3 separate regions of the Mus musculus genome follow, and all the other regions are linked to region 3. A link is a contact called in public ChIA-PET data. All regions are on one chromosome and are shown on one strand. Each heading gives the region's core, a stretch centred on a gene start, on an enhancer-like site or on the middle of the called end of the contact. The rest is flanking DNA. Distances are from core to core; before and after follow the strand shown. Region 1 overlaps Runx1 (runt related transcription factor 1). Region 2 holds the start of Runx1 (runt related transcription factor 1). Region 3 has its middle 21 kb from the start of Gm30695.

What was found. ChIA-PET counts read pairs in DNA pulled down with a chosen protein or histone mark.
Region 1: a contact with region 3 is called in an RNA polymerase II ChIA-PET map of memory CD8 T cells, with 44 read pairs. The contact joins two enhancer-like sites. A contact is called at or near these places in 3 of 484 Hi-C or Micro-C datasets (the C2C12 cell line, bone marrow-derived macrophages and myocytes), 4 of 115 datasets of contacts at active chromatin or transcription factors (differentiating embryonic stem cells, fibro-adipogenic progenitors, memory CD8 T cells and 1 more) and 1 of 9 other capture datasets (embryonic stem cells).
Region 2: an RNA polymerase II ChIA-PET map of memory CD8 T cells shows a contact between it and region 3, with 52 read pairs. The contact joins the promoter of Runx1 here to the enhancer-like site in region 3. A contact is called at or near these places in 8 of 39 promoter capture datasets (cranial neural crest, embryonic stem cells, hippocampal neurons and 2 more), 7 of 484 Hi-C or Micro-C datasets (the C2C12 cell line, embryonic fibroblasts, muscle stem cells and 2 more), 5 of 115 datasets of contacts at active chromatin or transcription factors (T-cell acute lymphoblastic leukemia, bone marrow-derived macrophages, differentiating embryonic stem cells and 2 more) and 1 of 9 other capture datasets (embryonic stem cells).

What each region holds. Positions count from the first base shown.
Region 1 is chr16:92,785,038-92,789,517 of GRCm38.p6, forward strand. The region is part of intron 2 of Runx1 (runt related transcription factor 1); the gene reads right to left. Among named protein-coding and RNA genes, the nearest start is that of Gm30281, 25 kb to the left of the region's middle. Within about 2 kb of position 1,939, at least 78 of the 459 cell types and tissues checked have an H3K27ac peak or open chromatin away from gene starts, as enhancers often do. A contact at or near this core is called in memory CD8 T cells, where this site is marked.
Region 2 is chr16:92,824,803-92,828,965 of GRCm38.p6, forward strand. It overlaps Runx1 (runt related transcription factor 1), which reads right to left and starts at 1,272. Exons shown (of 8, transcript NM_001111021.2): 1 at 1,132-1,272; 2 at 787-902. The coding sequence starts at 844.
Region 3 is chr16:93,550,088-93,554,665 of GRCm38.p6, forward strand. No RefSeq gene overlaps it. Among named protein-coding and RNA genes, the nearest start is that of Gm30695, 21 kb to the left of the region's middle. Within about 2 kb of position 2,799, at least 49 of the 459 cell types and tissues checked have an H3K27ac peak or open chromatin away from gene starts, as enhancers often do. A contact at or near this core is called in T-cell acute lymphoblastic leukemia, memory CD8 T cells and myocytes, where this site is marked.

The DNA of each region.
Region 1 (4,480 bases), core at 689-3,188, 770 kb before region 3:
AGTGTGTCTGGCCTTGGGTTCTTAGAGTCAGCTAACATCAAAGGAAGCAGAAGAAATGGTGTGAGGACCACAGATAACTGGGGCAAGGGGATTGCTAAAATTAGGGGTGAGGTAGCCTGGGCTCTGGCAAGGACTGTGTGGACCTTCTCCAGAGGATAAACTCTTACTTACATTCTAACCTTCAAAGAGAAAGGCTTACTCCACAGGCCTGAGTGTCTTCCAGACTGCATAGATCTGTGGCCTCGGGTCCTTCCTAACAATTCTCCATGCTGATATTCAAATCCATTGCTTTGTGCTGCGGGGCCCTGTGTAATCCCGAAGTTGACAGACATGTCTCTTTCCTGCAGATGGTCTAAGATGGCTTCCATAATCAGACACATCCCACACGCTCCTCTCCCCCCCTCCCCCCATTCCTCCTGCTCAGGGTCCTTTACAGAGTCCTCTCTGCATTTGGGGTACATCTGGTGTGGGGGTTTTTGCAAGCTGGGGTAGCAAAGTCAGGGCCAGCCCCACCCCATGTGTGGGCTGAGGGAGTGGTCACCTGGGACCCTGTGCAGTGTCTCACTTTCTCCCTCTCTCTCTCACGATGCACGTGTTTCCCTAGCTACTGTATCTAAATGTCTACCCTTCAGGATTTATGCTTTGAGGATAGCTATCACATCTCGGCTGGGCCCATCAGGAAAGGGCTGAACTTTTTTTCTGTGAATATCTTGGCTTCCCTAATTTCCTTCCTCTTCAAAGAATTTACGGACACCAGAAAGTTTGAGAAAGGATGAAGAGAAGCCAATTTGACTCAAGTGGGGACCACAGAGATCAACCTTATTTCCCTAAGAAAGCCCTTGTGGGCCTCCTCAGAAAGCCGCCATGTCTAGAGAGCATGACAGGACAGTCGGAGATAAGAGGAGCTGTCCCTGTGGATCTTGGCTCCCTCCCACCTTTCCCCTGCCACACTCATCTTCCTCCTTTTGGGAGATCTTTTTTAGGCTTTGAGCACCAGATGCCTCAAATTTGGAGAGTGAGGGAGAGCCAGAGAGCCTCATCCACTTAGTCAGCTCTGGTTGTCTTCTGTCCTAAACAAACCACAAACTGCCTCACCCCAACACATACACGGTAAGCACAGCCCCAGAGTGGATGTCCCTGTCCCACCCTGGCCTATCCACCATAAGCACTGCCCCTAAGTGGATGTCCCAGAATAGAACCCCTTGCCTCAAAGAGGCCAGCCTCCAAAGCTCTCTTTCACTAAGCAGAGGGGTGCATGGTAAGTGGGTAAGTTACAGGTCAGCATAGGGGTCCCAGAATTCAGGCCTGAGGGCGAACAGGGCACAGCTGGGCAGAGAGGGCCTTTATCTCCTGCCAGTTGGACCCAGAGATGGTTTTGGAGGCTGGAGTGCTCTGTGTGTTCCTGGCAGATGTTTCCCAAGCTACTCTGGTGGCTGTGGCTCCGGGCCTGGCCCAGAATAACACATTGTTAGCATATGTTAACAGTCTGCCTTTTCTCCAAAGATCACATAATGCTTTCCACTTAGTGTCTGTCTCGCAAGTGTTACTATCTGTTTTATGGTCAACAAAACCGAGATACAGTGAGGTTGGGGAGCACCCACATCTGAGTGGGAATGGGTTGGGGGGTTTGACCCTGGAGACCTGTGCTTCCTGAGTCTCAGCTGTTATTCACCAAGTGCCCTCCTCGACGGTTCCTTCCAGAATGCTCTCTCTGACTGACTGATCTCAAGATCTGGTAGGAGTTAAAAGGAACACATATGTTCTGATCTCCTCAATCTCTCTCTCTCTCTCTCTCTCTCTCTCTCTCTCTCTCTCTCTCACACACACACACACACACACACACACACACACACACACACACACACACACACTGCAGTGTTTAGCATGTGGTGACAGATGAAAGAGGAGGGACTCTGTTTCGGTACAGGGTTTTGTGACCACACATGGTTTCTTTCCTTCGCCCCAGAGGAAGCACATGAAATCAAGACTGAGCTCGAGGGTTGCCCACCTCCCTCCCCTCCCTCCTCTCCCTCCCCTCCCTTCCCTCCCTTCCCTCCCTTCCCTCCTGTTCTTCCTCCATCTGAAGCCCTACTCTTTCTGTCCCCTGAACTTTCTTAGTAACTGGTCACTGATACCATTCCACAGAAAGAGGAACCACCAGGCTGAAGTGAAGTGGAAATTTCCAGAAGACTTCAGTGGCTCTGAACAAGGACAGCGCCATGCTGCTGGGGCAGGAGAGGCTTGCAGGGAGGCTGCTGATTTAGGGTGTGCTGACTCCCTCGTAGGCAGAGGGCTCCATAACTGTCACTCAAACGAAAGCAAGAGATTTCCTGGGTGGAGACACCTAAGAGGAGCTAGAAATGTAGAAAGCCAAGTCCTTAGGAAAATAACTACAGAGCAAAAGTTGCCAGGACTGAAGATTACAAAGCACAGCCTGGAAATTAAAGACCTAAATGAATGGAAAGACAAAACCACTGAGAGACTGTGCTCCATGCCATTGAGAGACTGTCCTCCATGCCATTGAGAGACTGTGCTCCATGCCATTGAGAGACTGTGCTCCATGACTTTGAGAGACTGTGCTCCATGCCATTGAGAGACTGTGCTCCATGCCATTGAGAGACTGTGCTCCATGACTTTGAGAGACTGTGCTCCATGACATTGAGAGACTGTGCTCCATGCCATCGAGAGACTGTGCTCCATGACATTGAGAGACTGTGATCCATGCTTTTGAGAGACTGTGATCCATGCCATTGAGAGGACAATCAAGCAATCTACAGATTGAATGTAGTACTTACTGAAATCCCAATGGAATCTCTCTTTCTCTCTCTCACTCTCTCCATGAGTGTGTGTGTGTGTGTGTGTGTGTGTGTATGTATATGTGTGCACACATATATGTGCAGATGTGTGTGGAGGTAGGAGGTGGGGAAACATACCTCAGATAGTGTTTGATAGTGCTCTGTTGTGGTTGTTTTTCTTTTTCCTAGACAGGGTCTCTCACGGCCTGGACCTTACTGAGTAGGTGAGGCTGGCTCACTTGATGTATTTCTCACCATTGAGGATCGCCATCTTTGGTCACTGCCACATTACCAGGACAGAACACATAATAAGCACATAGACAATCCTCAAGATAACAACTTACTAAATGCACACGGAGGAGATAAATATATCTGCACCTTGCCCTTTTGCAATAAAGCAAGCGAATACGAGGGGAATTTTGTAGTGCCCTGGGGAGCACAGCCGTGCTGGACGGTGAATTGTCACCACACACGTGAAGAAGCAGTGCTGATTTCTTTTGCTTCCTCCATCTGAGAAGCAAGTTTGTTCCTCTGGGCTGTCTCCAGATCCTCACATCCAAGGCTTGGCTCTCTGGATCACAATCCATGTGAAATCACTTCCCCATCTGAGAAAGTCATCAGGGGATCTTAATCCATCTTAATCATCAATGGCAAAGGGGCCCTGAGAGTGGAGATGCAGTTATGACTGTGTGGGATGCCAGCACTTGGCTTCATCTGGGTGAGAGCGAGTCTCCATAGCAAGGAGCCGACAGCTGGCGGGAACATTGCAGAGCTGTCTGCAAGTGACTGAGCTGGGTAGGCCGGAATGGGAGCCTCCCGCAGGGAGACACTTAGGACTTGTAGACGCGACTACGTCCAAACAAATGTTCAATTTCATGCTTAACTGATGATCTCCACTTTGATGACGAGTGACCAAGAGGAAAGCTGTCTGTTAAAAGGTGACTCACCCGCCTCTCGTTTTAAATCAATCTTGGGAACATGGTCCTGAATTACATCACTGACCTCCTGAAGACGGGAAGTCTCTGAGAGAAAATATCCCAGAACCACAGATTCTGTGTGAGGGTCGATACCTTGTGAGGGAGCCTCTTCGTTCCCAGGGATGGCTGTTACCGAAGGACAGGAGGACTGAGCTGTCCCTGAGACCAGCAAGAAGAATTTCCTACCCTGGTGATGAACAGGCTGACAGTGACAGTGACTGTCACTAAGTGCCTAACCTGAGCACGTGTGAAACATCTTCAAAGTAATAACAGAACTAAGGGGTGGCTTATGCTTTGCAAGCACAAGGACTTGAGTTCAAAAGATGCCCTGTCTCAGAAAACAAACAGGTATAGAAAGCCCCAGGACATGCCTTTTGTATGCACCCATAAGCTGTGGAGGTTCATGTCGTTGCATAAATCTGGAATCCTGGCATGTGGGAGGTTGAGTCATGAGGATTGTGGATCTGGGGGCAGCCTGGGCTACTTAATGTTCGGCCAGCCTAGGCAAGCTAGCAAGATTCTGTCTCAAAACAACAAACAGACAAAAAAAAAAAAAAAAACAGGCCAGCAAACTAAAAGAGTCTACATGAAGACTATAGATAGATGATAGGTAGATAGATAGATAGATAGATAGATAGATAGATAGGAACGTGAGACATAGGTTTCTCTGTAAGCACCTTGGCACAGCACTAGCAGTGAAGTCTTTAG
Region 2 (4,163 bases), core at 22-2,521, 730 kb before region 3:
TGCAGGAAGGTTCAGGGACCTACGTGGTGCCAACCCATAAGTCTGTAATCTAGTAATTTCTGCTGTGACAGTGCGTGGACTTAGGAAATGGCTTCATAGTTCTTTCTGAGAGAGACTGTGTACCACAACTTGCTGGCTTTCTGTCTTGAGCAATGCCGGCTGCCTCTTTCAATTGAGGCTGAAAGAAAAACCACAGCACAACACAGCATCTTCTGATGGCTTTTCCCAGAACGAGTCTGCCCAAATCCTGCCCTCTGTGGACTTGCCACTTTGGCCCTGAAATCTCCGCACTGATCCAAGGTATACCTGTGAGCTGCCTCTCGGAGACCACTCTGCTGGCACCGGCTCTTCCGGCCAGCTAAGTACTGAGCCTGCTAAACCCAGGGGCAAGCCAAACTCAGAACCAGGGCCAGACAGCTTGCTGCCATCAGAGTAAGTGCAAGCGAATCATTCAGAGCAAGGCACAGCCAGATAAAACCCAAAGAGTGTCCTCCGCGCCAGCCTTCTAATCTCTGGGACTTTAACTGAGAGCGGCTCAGAGCACTTGACACAACTTTCACCCAGCGACCAAATATTTCAACAGCCTAAGCATTTATTAAAACATCCCCGCAGCACGGCGTCTGACAAATAATAATCTCGTGGTCTCAGAGTCAACAGCCTCTGTTTGAATTCCTCCCCCCACAAGCAGGCAGGGACTTCAGGCAGGCACCGGAGGGTCCACGGGCTGCCATCTTAGTCTGCGCAAAGCTGAGCAAAATCAGATATAAAAAAGACCAGCGTACTCACCTCTCATGAAGCACTGTGGATATGAAGGAAATGACTCAAAAATGCTGTCTGAAGCCATCGTTTCCTTTCGAAAACGCACCTCTCCTGAAGGCGGGGGATTCTATAATTTCTTTCACCTTCAGAGCAAAAACCAAGAAATGTCACTTACTCTGACCTCACCTCCCACCATGGCTCCCCACGTCTCTTTCTACCCCCAACCCTAACACTTCTGGTACTCCATGGGTCCTATGGGGTGGGGGTGGGGGAAAGAATTATTGCAGAAACAAATATTCAAATTGTTAAAGATTAAAAAAAGGAAAAAAAAAAGACGAAAGCACCGCCTATGCTGTGGGTTGAACTGCTCACCGCTCTGCGAAAGCCTGTGGTTTGCATTCAGTGTGATTCGTCCTGCCTGCTGACCACTGTGCTGGGCTTACACTTCTGACACTGCCAGGCTACCCAACTTGTGGTTCTGTGGTTGTTTATGAGGTCCAAAGAAGTTTTCACACAACCCAAATTACAAATTTAACTGTTCCCCTTTCCACAGCCCACCGCCATTGGCTCTTGCCAATCACGTGACTTAAGTGATGTCAATTTTTTTTTTTTAAACTTTCTGAGCTATGCCCTTCCTGCCCTCCACCTGCCCTCCCCCAGGCTGTGTAAGGAAACAGTTGAGCAGAGCTTAGCAGAGAGGGGCTGTAAGAGAAAAAAAAGCACAACAAACAAGCAAACAGAAATCCCCTGCCTCAGTCTTTTCTTGCTCTCTCTGTCCTGTGCGGATTTGGTGGCTTTCAGATCCTGTTGTTATTTGTGGTTTGAGGAACAACTGATTATTTAGATAAAGATTGCCTTGCTGTTTATTCAACAGCAATTCAACGTTGGCACCAACTTGCTGCTGAGCCCGGATGCGGCTCTCATCACTTAAATGCTGGGCACCAGCTCGGGAGAGCTGGGTTCTTGGTGAAAGCAAGTGAGACAGAAAAGTTAGAAAAGAAGACCAAGAGCCCTTTTCCGTGAGTGGCTGATCCTGGGAGGGCTAGGCTGGCAACCTACTGACATCTCAAAGCTTGGGAACAGTATGACACGTTTTAATTGTGGGATGAAAAGACCACTTTGATCAAAACCCAAATGATGTTGTCCTTGGCTTTCCCCTTGGCGGATAGGCTTAGCATGGACATCTCTTGGTAAGTAGAGGAAACAGTGGCGTTCTCTTCACACTGGCACCAGTTCCCACGCTCGCTTGCATTAGGAAGTTTTGTGGAGAGCAAAGGAGGAGAATTTCCTCACTCAGCAGAGCTGTGGCCTGTGGGCAGCTATCTGTTCATTGTTTGTACCAATAAAGCCTACTGGTAGCCTTTCCGAGCTCCACTCAAAGAAATGGGCCAAGTCACCCTGCTAGGGATAATTACTCTTTGAATCCATGAAGAGTAACTTGTGACTACCCAAGATCCTGCCTCCTCCTGGCCAGCCCCCGGAGGGGGATATTACACAGCCCTTCAGCCTCCAGAAGTCACATGGTCAGGGGACAGACAATAAAGACAAGATGATTCTGTGGGTGTGAGCTCTTCTGTTCACCTCCACCTATTGACCTCTTCGTTCTATCTGTTTTACTTGCTGAGAAGTGAAGCCTTAGTCTTCCTGGGATCCCCAGGCAGGGCCTGGCCTTCCTTTCCTTACTTGGGTCTTCCTTTTCCTCTGTTCAGTTTCCCTCCATTTCGAGGTGATGCCCGATGAGAGGCTGGGCCTTGAGCAGCGTAGCTCCAAGTGCCAGCCCTGGGTCCCAAATTCCAGGCATGCAAGGTACTTCTCTAAGTCTGAGCCCCAGAGGGAACTCTCATTTGGTTTTCATGGAGATAATTTTGCACACACAGTAGAGACCCAGGGTATTAATGATACAGGTCTTTCCAAAGGACCAGACTCCATTTTTACTTAATCCTATTTTAACCTAGGCAGGAATTAGAAACCTAGGCATTTCTTTCTCCCAGCCTCTCTGAGCAGTTAGCAGCCAATACCCACACTTGGCTCACACTTGAAAAACAGTGGCTGCCCGTCTTTTATGAAGCTTATTAATATCTAAACACAACGTGCGCTTCACGTTGCCTCTCAATTCAAATCCCTTGTTAATATAATCCCCATTATTCAAATCCCTTGTTAATATAATCCCCATTATTCAAGTCTCTGTGCTGTTGCTTTTAAACAAATTCCACCCCTGCCCCCATCCCCTAGTAGGATCTCCAGCCAGGTTGTGTTATCTTCTACCCCTGCTCTGCCTTGGAGAGATCCCAGGATCCAAGCCTGTAGCTGCAGCTGGCTTCTTGAAGGTGACTCACTTCCCAAAATCGAGACACTTAAGTGTCCACTCCGATTAATCCTGTAGTCATTTCACTTCAGAAATTCCCAGATGCTTTTAGCCTTAAGCGTCCTCATGCCCACAAGGATGGTTTAGATGCCCAGAATTTCTCTGCCTTTGGGGGTCTCCATAGGGCAAGGCGGGCAGATGAAAGCTTTCAGGATAGCCTTCTGGTCCACTTCTGGCCTGCAGGTCCCACTGCAGGCTGTCACCTCTGGGTCCTGGCTGCAGCGAGGCAGCAGGGGGCAGACTACAAAGGCGGGAGTCCCTGGTGAGTCCTGTGATGATAGTCATGGAAGTCCAAGCAAGACTGCAGGGCTCACCAAGGAAGCAGCAGTTAAAGCCGCTCTCTAAGGCCATAATGGCTAGGAGAGATTCAGTGGCTGCCAGCAAACTGCCTTTTACACTTCCTTGAGAGCCCAAGACAAAAAGACACGTCTGTCACTTCTGAACTGCCTAAAGAAGTGCTTAATCCCATTTTAGGCAGAGCTGTTGAAGATTCTTTAAGTTCTCCAGGCAGCGGTGGACCCACCCTGCCAGCCTCATTCCTGCTGTTGACTCAGACCCCAGGCTGCCGGCCTGGGAACCGTCCTGGAGCTGCTGCAGGGAACTGTGGCTCTGCCAAATAATGCCACAGCAATCTTCATCCTCTGATTGGCAAAGTTACTGAGATGCCACTCTCAAGGGCGGGGTGGAGAAACGCTCAGGTGTCTTTGTTAATGGCCCTATAAAAATACCAGGGAAGGTTGAAAGATGCAGGGTTGCATAACCCTGTAATTAATGTCGAGAGTGCTGTGTGCAACTCCATCCAATTAAAACACTCTCTCTGGTCAGGGTTTTTCATTGTATGGTTATTCTGTGCTCCTTCTGAAGTCTACGCATAGATACACAGATTCTCTGGACAGAAAGCAGGGGTATGGATGAATACCCTCAAATTAGTCAGTAGCAAAAATCCCCAGATGGTAACACTAATGCAAAATAATTTCTATAGAGTGTAGATTCTGTATGTGTGTGGGTACATGCATGTCTGTGTTCAAGTAAGTGCCCA
Region 3 (4,578 bases), core at 1,549-4,048:
CAGGTTCCACTGCAACTCCTAAAACACAGAAAGGCAAACTGAGTCTGCAGCCCCAGAGAAAAGAGCCTGACATTCAACTCAGCCTGCCCTTTGGTTCTTGAGAGGTTTTGTTTTACAGGGGTTGGGGCATTTACATCCTAACCTGTTTCTCTTGCTCTTGTGTTAAGAGTCTAAGGTCTGGCTTACCTAGCCTAGGTCAGCCTTGAACTCCCGGTCCTCCTGCTTCAGCCTTTTGAGAGGCGAGATGACAAATGTGTACCTTGAGACTGGGAAGGCGGCTCTACATTTCGGAGCACTTGCTGCCTTCCCAGCACCCAGCTCCGGTGGCTCACAACCTACCTACAGCTCCAGCTCCCATGGATCTGAGGCCTCTGGCCACAGGCACCTGCGGTCATAGGCACTCACAAGCAGACACACACCTACAACTATTTAAAAATAATAAAAATATTTAAGTGGATCTTTGTGACAAGCTATCTAACCATTTTCAGTGTGCCCTTCAGTAGTGTTGAGTACATCCCACCATCGTACAACCATTAGCACAACTACATATCCAGGGCTCTTTCTGTTTTGTAAAACTGAAATTACAATCCATCAAAGAGTACACCTCGCACACACCCGCAACACTCAGACCCCATCAAAATACCCAAGCACTCACACACAGCACACACCAAAACTCACATACACCCTAACACTCATAACATACACCCCAATTCGTGTGGACCCCACAGCTCTCCAACCTCCGATGTTCACACCACCCAACTCTCACCCCTCAACATGCTCACATACAACTTCACCTGTGCCTGATACCCCAACTCTCACAGTACCCCAGCTCCTAAACACTTCTACTCACACACTCCAGCTTCTATGCTAACACGCCAGCTCACACACATCCCATGAGGCTCTGCCAGACAAGTTCCTACCATGTCTGAGGATTCCTCTACAGAGCAGCTCCCATGCCTCATACAAGAACTCACAGCCACTCCCCAGTCTCCGGGCAGGACCTAAGGGATACCATCACCCCATTCCTGTTCCCTGCCTCTATATGCTCTTGAAAATAAAATGCGTCCTGACTCTGCCATGCAAGCAAGGGAAGCGCTAAGCCTTCTGAACACAGAGTCTGTTCTTCCCTGACATGGGAAATAGGGAGGGAGTGACTCAAAACTTATCCTGCACCGTAAAATGTATCGCTTGCTCTAAGTCCCGCTTTTAGGGACGGGATCCCAGTTTTACTACATCATGTTCACTTTGTGTTCAAAAGGAGGAATCCATTTAAAACATATTTACGCATCCTCCTCAGATCACAAGTTCTTGAGTAATAAGGAGGACAGAGTGAATATGAAGGGAAGGAAGTTTGTCTACAGGATGCCTGCAGAGTGGAGGAAGCCATAGCTGAAGGAGTAGAGAGTGAGGAACAAGAACAGAAAGATGAAGGGAAAGAACAGGAGTCCTTCCATCCTATTAGATGCCTGGCTGTGCCATAACTCAGCCAGGACAAGCTCAAGGCAGGGACAAGCTCAAGGCAGGGAGACCCTAGGAAAATCTGGTATTGGTGACTCCGGGGGACATTGCCTACTGGTTCCCCTCAAAGTGAAGAATGAGGAGAACACCTTCAGGCAGAAGATGCTCTGATTCAGCTTCCTCTGACTCCAGGGGTCTCTGGAGTCACTACCTTCTCTAGGCACTGACCATATGGGAGGACCACAGCAGGGAGGACGACTACAGAGGAACGGGTTCACCTTGATCCCCTGGCCTGAGTACATGAAGTAAGCACAGGAGGAAATTAGCCCCAAGTCAGAGAAGAGAAGTCCTTAGGCCCAGGACATACACACGTGGACCAGCTTCACCAAGCTTGTGAGTGGTCACAGACCACACACACCAGGGGCATGAAACAAAACAGACCAGCCTTCACAGACCTGCATGCTTCCTAGCCTCTGAGGAAGGAAATCTGCAGACCAGTCAAAGCCGGCTTCTCATGGAGAAAGTCAATCTGTGACGACTCTGTAGATCATGCCTCCACTACCTCAACCAAACATGGCTTCTTCTGTGGCAGGCCTGCATTTCTGCACCCGTGTGGGCAACTGCAACTCCACTGTCTTCTAGTTGAGTGGACTTGAGGCCATAGACTGAAGGCCACGTACCACAAACCTTACCTACATGGTGCTTGAGGCTGTTGACTTACCTCCTGTAGGAAAGATTGTTATCAACCTACCCCAGTAAAGTCGAGCAACTGGGCTGAGGAGATGTCTCAGCCAGTAAAGTGCTTGCCACATCAGTACGAAGACCTAAGTTCAATTCTCACAACCCAGATAAAAATCCAGAAGTGATGGTGTACACCTGTAATCCCAGAACTGGGGAAGCCAAGACAGCAGGAACCCTGGGACTCGCCAGACAGCTGGATTAGCCAATGAAGTGAGTTCTGGGCCTACGAGAGACAGTCATAAGACTAAGATGTACAATACCTGACAAACATTACCCAAACTTGATCTCTAGCCTCTACAAGTACTTGTACACACACACACACACACACACACACACACACACACACACACACACGTACCCGTGCATACACACCACACACACTCAGTATAGCAACTACAGAAATACTGACAAGCAGCACGCACGCACACTGCTCCCCTCTCCCAGACATCGTTCCACAGCATCCAAGACCGGGGAAGTGTCATTAAGATTCACAAAGAAAAGCCTGTCAGCACCAAGGGTTTTGTGGTAAGCCAGGGTGAGGTCTCCCTGGAGCTGGTGCTGCTCTGCTGGGCTACGCCCTCCCAATGTGGCTGTGGTTTGGTCCTCACACAAGCTGAAAGAGAAGCAGGGCTCATTTGCCTGCCTGCCCTCCCTCCGCACCAGCCTGTGAGCAGCAGAAGAGAAAGCCACAGCCCAGCCACCTCAACCACAGAGCCCCAGCTACCAGAAGTCAACACTGGAGAAGTTTCCCAACCAAAAGGACAAGGAGGAATTCGATTAAAAGAGAGACCGCCAACCTGTCAACCACTGGCCTTTATGATGTGGGAAATGTCAGAATTAGGGATAAGTGAGCAGTAACTCAAGCCACCGTAAAACCCACCACAGATCACAAATGGCATCTTAACAATGCCAGCATCAAAAATTGTGGTGTATTTATAGTCTGCTTCTGGCTGTCAGATTCAGTAGTCAGCAGCCATGTGTACCAACTTATACTTAAATTTTAAGTCATCAAAAGGGTTCAAAGCTTAAACTGTTTCAGCTGTTTGGTCAGGCAAGGCGTACATTCTGGGTGCTGCCTCATGGCATGTGGCCTGTGGGTGCCATATTGGAAACAGAAGTTCTAAAAATGCTCTGTCATCACAGACAGCTCCTCTTGTAAGCCAGGATGGATGACTCCCGGGTGTTTGTTCCTAGCCTTGGCCTTGGGCTACGAAATGTGTGGTCTTGGTGGTCGGCTTGTCTGGATTTAGACGTGTCTAAGAGCAGTGAAGCTTCTAAGTAGGAGTGTTCCCTTCCACAGGAAGCTGGCCTGAGGAACCGTGGGGAGGGAGGGAGAGACCTGCCTCAATGTGAGCAGTGCTATCCTGTGGACTGAGACCCAGAGGGGAAGGGAACGGCAGGAGGGAGCCAGCAGGCAGCTGCATGCCCCCTCTGAGCATGTGCATGGCTGCTGCCCTTATCCACTAAGGTCAGGCTACAACATTATCGGATTTCCAATGTGGACAGGAAAGGATCAGCCAGTTTTTTGGCCCCGACTGGACTAGAACTACTGCAGTGGCCTATTTATTTAACTGGATGGCTAAAGAGCTCTGGGCCTTTGTGATGCAGGGATGTCCATTTTGAGGTTATGTAAGCCAAGCCAATAACTCTTATTATATAATATATTATATGATATATATCATGCTGCATTTACACGTGTTCATTATTCTGTGTCCCTAAGCTACCTGTAGATAACTAGTGGATACATGGTTGTGGCTTCCCATTTGTGGAATTATATCCACAAGTCAGATTGACTGAGAACTGAAAACATTTCCATAACTTGGATCTAGAGTATATACTGACCGGTTATTTTTTTTTTGTATTATTTACAAAACATGTATTCTAGTTTCATTTCTGTCGCTATGATAAAATATCCTGAGGAAAAGCAACCTAAGAGAGCATGGGGTTAATTGGCTTACAATTCCATATTACAGTCTATATCGGAAGGGAAATGAGGCGGGACTCAGATACTCACATCACATCCAAAGTCAAGAGAGGAGAAAAATAAATGCACAAAGGCTTACCTGCTTGCTTGATCTCCCTCTCTGGAACTGTCTAGGACCCTCTGCTTAGAGAATGGTGCCACCCACAACGGGCTGTATCTTCCTACATCAGTTAACAAAGACAGTGCCCCCCTGATATGCCCATAGGCCAGCCTGACCTAAATCATTCTTCAGTAAGACTCTCTCCCCAGATTCTAAGTTGTGTCCAGTTGACATTTAAAAACTAAACAGCACAATGATACAATGTAACAACTGTTTGCATCCAATTGACATTGAATTGAGTCCTGAAAAGGTATACAAAAGGTAGCTTATATGCAAAAATTATGTTGCCTTATAT